Regions from separate parts of the Zea mays genome. Here region 1 is linked to region 2. A link is a contact called in public Hi-C data. All regions are on one chromosome and are shown on one strand. Each heading gives the region's core, a stretch centred on a gene start, on an enhancer-like site or on the middle of the called end of the contact. The rest is flanking DNA. Distances are from core to core; before and after follow the strand shown. Region 1 holds the start of LOC100501056. Region 2 holds the start of LOC103632644 (CRM-domain containing factor CFM3, chloroplastic/mitochondrial).

What was found. A called contact is a pair of places that touch in the nucleus more often than the background predicts.
Region 1: a Hi-C map of leaf shows a contact between it and region 2, with 8 times the contacts expected there. The contact joins the promoter of LOC100501056 here to the promoter of LOC103632644 in region 2. A contact is called at or near these places in 5 of 25 Hi-C or Micro-C datasets (ear, endosperm, leaf and 1 more).

What each region holds. Positions count from the first base shown.
Region 1 is chr7:103,127,476-103,130,322 of Zm-B73-REFERENCE-NAM-5.0, forward strand. It overlaps LOC100501056, which reads right to left and starts at 1,513. Exons shown (of 3, transcript NM_001195894.1): 1 at 1,425-1,513; 2 at 26-262. The coding sequence starts at 224. LOC100276574 reads left to right here and starts at 2,264. Exons shown (of 12, transcript NM_001150330.2): 1 at 2,264-2,621; 2 at 2,729-2,847. The coding sequence starts at 2,435.
Region 2 is chr7:102,780,719-102,783,618 of Zm-B73-REFERENCE-NAM-5.0, forward strand. It overlaps LOC103632644 (CRM-domain containing factor CFM3, chloroplastic/mitochondrial), which reads left to right and starts at 1,597. Exons shown (of 9, transcript XM_008654395.2): 1 at 1,597-2,900. The coding sequence starts at 1,668.

The DNA of each region.
Region 1 (2,847 bases), core at 263-2,762, 350 kb after region 2:
GTAACATCATTCTAGATAGTTTTACCATCCTTCTTCGCGTGGGGACTGGAATGGTGCTCCATCTTAGTATGAACAGCTCCGGCAAGGGCCTCGATCTCTTCCTTTGCTCGCTCAAGCAGATTGGGACCCTTCACCGTTTCCACAGGTGTTTTCTCAGTTATATCACTACTTGTTCCGTGAGTCTCCTTGTCATGAACTTTGTCTTTGTTCATGGCACTTCCCATTCAAAGCAGAGTACTTTCTCCTCCGTGGTCCACTGTGCCTGAAAATGAAAGAGCTTCCACGCATCAGGAAAAGCAAGGTAAAATTTGGGACCTGCACTTGGAGAAGGGACACATAAACCACAGTGCAAACAGTTCATTGCAACAGAAGAAAATGGGGGTTGCCAGCTTGCAATACAAGGATTAACCACCCACCTAACAGTAAATTGAGAGTTCTGAGTAAAAAGCTTACTCCCTCTACTTCAAAATACATGATGTTTAGGGCATCAACATGTTCTACAAGGTGACACATAGACTATAAATTTCTATGAAAAATATAGCATTTAAAATAAAAACGTAACTAAATAATATAACATGGTTCAATTTCTCGACCGGAAAGGGCGAGAAACCGGTAAATTTCTCGTCCCCGCTCCGGTTTTTGCTCTATTCCGGTTCCAAATTTTAAAATACAAAAGTCAATCTTTGTTTTGATCAAAACGATATTTCGGAACAGTAAAAACGAAAAGGTGAACCCTGTAATATAAGTACCTTTTTGTGATGAATGTAGTACTATCTACCCTACATTGTCAATGTATACAATTCTCACATGGTGTATATTAGTGTCTTGAAAAAGAACTGACCAGGAATGCTAAAATGACACCTATTTAGAATCAGAGGGGGTATTGGATAGTAAGCAGCCGCCAAACCACCAGCAATCATCTAACAAAGGTGCATAAAACTGACATGATTTAATGGACACCTCCATCCCCATTACAGATTGCCTAGGAAAGAAGCCAGTGCTTTGGTTGGATATTTCAGAATCAAGGACGCAGGGTGCTCACCTTAGAATCCAGGGTAGTTTTTTCAGCGAGTCTCGAGAAAACATTTTTTTCAGTGAATCTGGAAGACCCGCCATATTACAGATTATGACTTACCCGATTCGGTAACAGGAACTGATATAATACTCGGTTCCGGACGCAAAGAATACTCTTCATCCATTCAATAGGCAGAAGTTTTTCCCTTTCTCTAAATCGTCAATGGAAGCATGAGCGCTGCTACAAATCAATCATTCCTACAGCGGTACAGCCTACTGCGCTAAGATCATGCGAACACCATGTCTCAAGTTGGTCCTCACGTCGATGCCAATGAACACAAAAAAACCAGAGAGAGAGAGAGAGACGAACGGGGGATAGTTGGAGGAAGAGGGGGAAGGGGGGCACTTGCCTGTCGTCGCCGGTGGGGCTAGCCGGCGCCCGGCGAAGTCGATTGTCCCTGCCTCCCTGGGGAGGCGAGCAGGTGCAGAGATGCAGGATCGAGAGACAGCGCACGTTCGGGCAAAGGAAACGGACGAAACAATGGGTATATTCCTCAGCCCGGCCTATAGATGGCCAGCCGGGCCGGGATAAACGGGTCGGCCCGAAGCACGGCACGACCCGTAGTGCCTGGGCACGACACGGCACGGCTAGTGTCGGGCCCGTGCCGGCACGGCCCGATAGGTAGTGCCGTGCCTGGGCCGAGCATCAGGCACGCTGGGCCGGCACGATTAGCCTCTAGGCATGGTTAGACACGATTATGCATGATTAGATCCAAACACGACTAGTTAGCTGTGTGTTGTACTCTTTTTTCTTATCTAGGGTTTTCTCACAATGGTGAGTTTTTACCTAAATAGGTTTTTAATGAGTCAGCCATTGCACTAAACAGTTCAATATTAGCTATTTTAGTATGTTTTAACTGTGTTTGTGAATATCTGACTAAAATTCTGTGGTATAGTGCTAAACGGGCTATATGGGCTAAACGGGCTAAATGGGCTAAACGGGCCGGCACGGCACGGCTAAGCAGGCTTAGTGCCGTGCTTGGGCCTGGCCTTAGGCACTAGTGCCGTGCCGGCACGGCACGGCTATTAAACGGGCCAAACGGATCGTACCCTAACCGTGCCGTGCCCGGGCCGGGCCGTGCCGTGCCGCCCATTTGGCCATCTCTAGCCCGGCCCAATCGAGCCCACAGCCTATTGAATAGTGGTTCACATTGTCAAGACATTTCACCGACATGCGGGACCGGATGACATTAGGCCCATCTGTCAGTTGACGTGCGCCTTTCCGATTACGGAAAGCGTTGGAGCTTTCTCTGCCACCAGACGCTCAGGGGCACCCCGGGCCTACCTGCCAGCGTCGGTCAGAGACCCGCCTCCGTCTCTGAATCGGCCGCTGCCGCTACCGCCGCCGGCGGCGACGACCATGCCCCGCGCCGCTACGGGTGCGATCACTGCGGCGTTCCTGCGCGCGCAGGCCCCGCACATGGCGCCGCTGGCATCGCGCATCGCGCGCGCGTTCCCCGGCCTCGCCACCGCCGCCGCGACGCGCTTCGCTCCCTCCTCGTCCGCGTCCTCGCCGCGGCTTGGCCTCGTCCCGCGCCTCCGATCCGGTGCGTCAAGCGCTCCAAGTTGTACAAAAATTTACGGCCTGCGCGGCCGCGTATCAGCTGCTCGACGTAACGCCGCCTGGTTGTTTCCTTACCTGTTTCTCTTCCAGCGCGCTCCTTCTCCGGCGCCCGTGCGTCTCCCGTTAGCGGCGCGGTTTCTGGCTCCTCGACGTCGGAGGAGGGCCAGCAGCTGCAGTCGGAGCTCATCTTCCTGGGCACGGGCACCAGC
Region 2 (2,900 bases), core at 347-2,846:
ATTTGTATTGAGAGCTTGCATCAAGTCACACTAGTGACAGTATTAAGTTGTGTGATTCTTGTTAGTTGTTACTTTTGGTGGTTGTTGTCACTTAGACGACTTTGAGGTAGCGAAGGATCACTAGGCGGATTGGGTGGTTATCGCCGCCTCCGAATTCCGATCATGGGATTGTAGTCCAATTTAAACTATTAAGGTAGTTCAATTTACTCTTGTGGCTTACCTGACATTATATATGCAAAAACTAAGATGTAAAAACAATTTTAATAATTGAGATACCAACATCCGTGTTGACTAGGGATGGCAATTTAATCCGTGGATTTGGATATCCGTCGGATATCCGACCCGATGGATAAGGATATGGATATGTTTTTTGACCCGCGGGTTAGACCCGTATCCGATCCGAGATAAAGTGGGCATGGATTTGTATATTAAATCTCACTCGCGGGTAATCCGTTGGATATCCGAAATTAACCATTAGTCCATTATTGCCAGGATGAACATGATTCTACTATCATTGACTAAAAAAATTCAAACATAGCTACTATAGCGCTAGCTCAAGTGCTCAACACTACACTTGGGTCGGATCAATATTGATTGTCATGTATTTGTTTTCATGTTGAGACATGTAGACATGTATTTTTATCATGTTGAGAATGTTGCTTGTTGAAGGACATGTATATTTGTTTAATTTTTTTATTAAATTTTAAGTTATGTATGATGTTGAATTGGGAAGAAATTTGATTAATTATGTTATTCAATTGCTAAAAATGGTTCTTTATCATATCCGATGGATATCCAATGGATATTCGAAACCCGATGGTGGATATGGATATGAATTTCTACCCGTGGATATAGTCACGAGCGGATATTATCTATGACCGTGGATATGTCTGCGGGCGGATATTTCCAATATCCGATCCGTTGCCATCTTACGTGCTGTATATATAATGAAGGAAATCGATCCCATAAATATGTTTTTAAAGAACCTCAGAAATAGATGAGGTAGATTAAAATGACTCGTTCTCAGTCTTACCATTTTTTAGATCATCCAATGGTAGTAGGGGTGGATATCGAGCCAGCTCGGCTCGGCTCGACCGAGCTCGAGCTAGCTCGTTAAGAGAACGAGCTGGCTCGGCTCGGCTCATTAAGCAACCGAGCCAGAGAACCAGCTCGGCTCGGCTCGTTTAGCTCGCGAGCCACAACAAAAAATAGTATACATGTATATATACAACAATATAATCAATTGCTAGTTAATTTCATACTAATTTAACACTAGAAAAGACTAACAATACTCATAATTTTATATATCATATCATTTAAGCCCTAAACTAACATAGTTCATCACTTATTAATTCATCCAATACAAGTATAGACTTTGTTTTATAGATAAATGCTAGCTCATTCGAGCTGGCTCATTAACGAACTGAGCTGAGAAGTTAGCTCAGCTCGTGATAAAATTGAAACAAGCCAAGTCGAGTCAATTCAAGCTGACCACGAGTCGAGCGAGCTCACGAGCCACGAGTACTTTGCCCAGCCCTAAATGGCAGCCCACGTCCAACATAAGGGTCCAAAATCCAAGGCCCGTCAAAAGCCCTGCCCGGCTGCCCCTCCATATCCCTTCGCCTTCGTCAGTTCCTACCTGCCCCCAGCCTTCTCTCCCACCTCCAATGGCGCTGCTCTTGCCACCTCCCGCCCTCTCCACGACGCCTCCATTTCTCTCCGCTCCCCGACCAGCACGGCTACCCTGTCTCAGATGCACTAGAACTACCACCGCCACCTCAAGCGTCTCCACCTGTCCTCCCGCATCGACGTCTTCTCCCTCGACCTCCTCGCCGGTGGCGTCGGACGGCGCAGTTGGAAGGAAGAGCAAGAATAAGAGCAGGCCCCTCAAGCCGAGTTTTGAGGAACAGGCCCTCCGCCGCTGGTCCGCCCGGGCACCTTCCCAGCGTGCCTCGGTCCCCTGGGAACAACCTCAGCAGCAGTCGCCTTTGCCGCCTTCGCTGCCGCACCGGGCTGGCCGAGGAAGTGGTGATGCGGGCGATCAAAAACGCAGTGGTGGAGGCTCAAGCGCAACGTTGCGCTCCATCGTGGACTACTTTGCTGGCGGCTCCTCCGATGACGAAGGAGTTCGAGTAGAGGAAGGGGCGTGCGACACCACCGCAGTACCGGACCAAGCGGCACGGGAGCAGGACGATGGATCGCATTTTCGGCCGAGCTATCTGCTTGGGAGCCACCCATTCTCTGCGCCATGGATTCACAGGGAGGAATCGACCAATGATAGGGGGGTTTCCGGTCCGGTGGCCGAAGAGGAGGAAAGGTTGGACATTCGTGATGCTTCTGATGATGAACTGGGCTTGGTGGATGAGGATAAGGAAGAGACGGATAATGGTGAGGAGCTTCTTACTGGGGGTTTAGAAGATGAATTTTATGATGATTATGCCACACCAACTATGAATTCTTCATATGGAGTGGATTTGTCAGTGGACAAAGATGCTTATGGTAGCAGGTTCGATAGGAGTATGATGCAGAGCAGTGTAAACACCATAGTTAAAACATTGAGGAATTCGATGGAGGAAAGTGACCCGAATGCCACGGTTGAGTTGTCTAATGCAGAAGATTTTGTCCAGAAATTGGGCCCTGCACTCCTGCCATGGGAAAGGGAGGAGGAAGATGATGAGGCATTCAGCGGTGGCAGGGCGGTGAGGCGCAGCAACACGGAGCTGGCCGAGAGGTCTATTCCAGAGCCTGAACTGCGGAGGCTTAGGGACACGGCGTTGAGGATGAAGGAGAGGATAAAGGTTGGGCCAGGGGGTGTTACTCAAGACATAGTGGAGAGCATCCACAGGAAATGGAAGGTGGATGAGGTGGTCAAGATGAGGTTTGAAGGCCCTCCAAGCCTG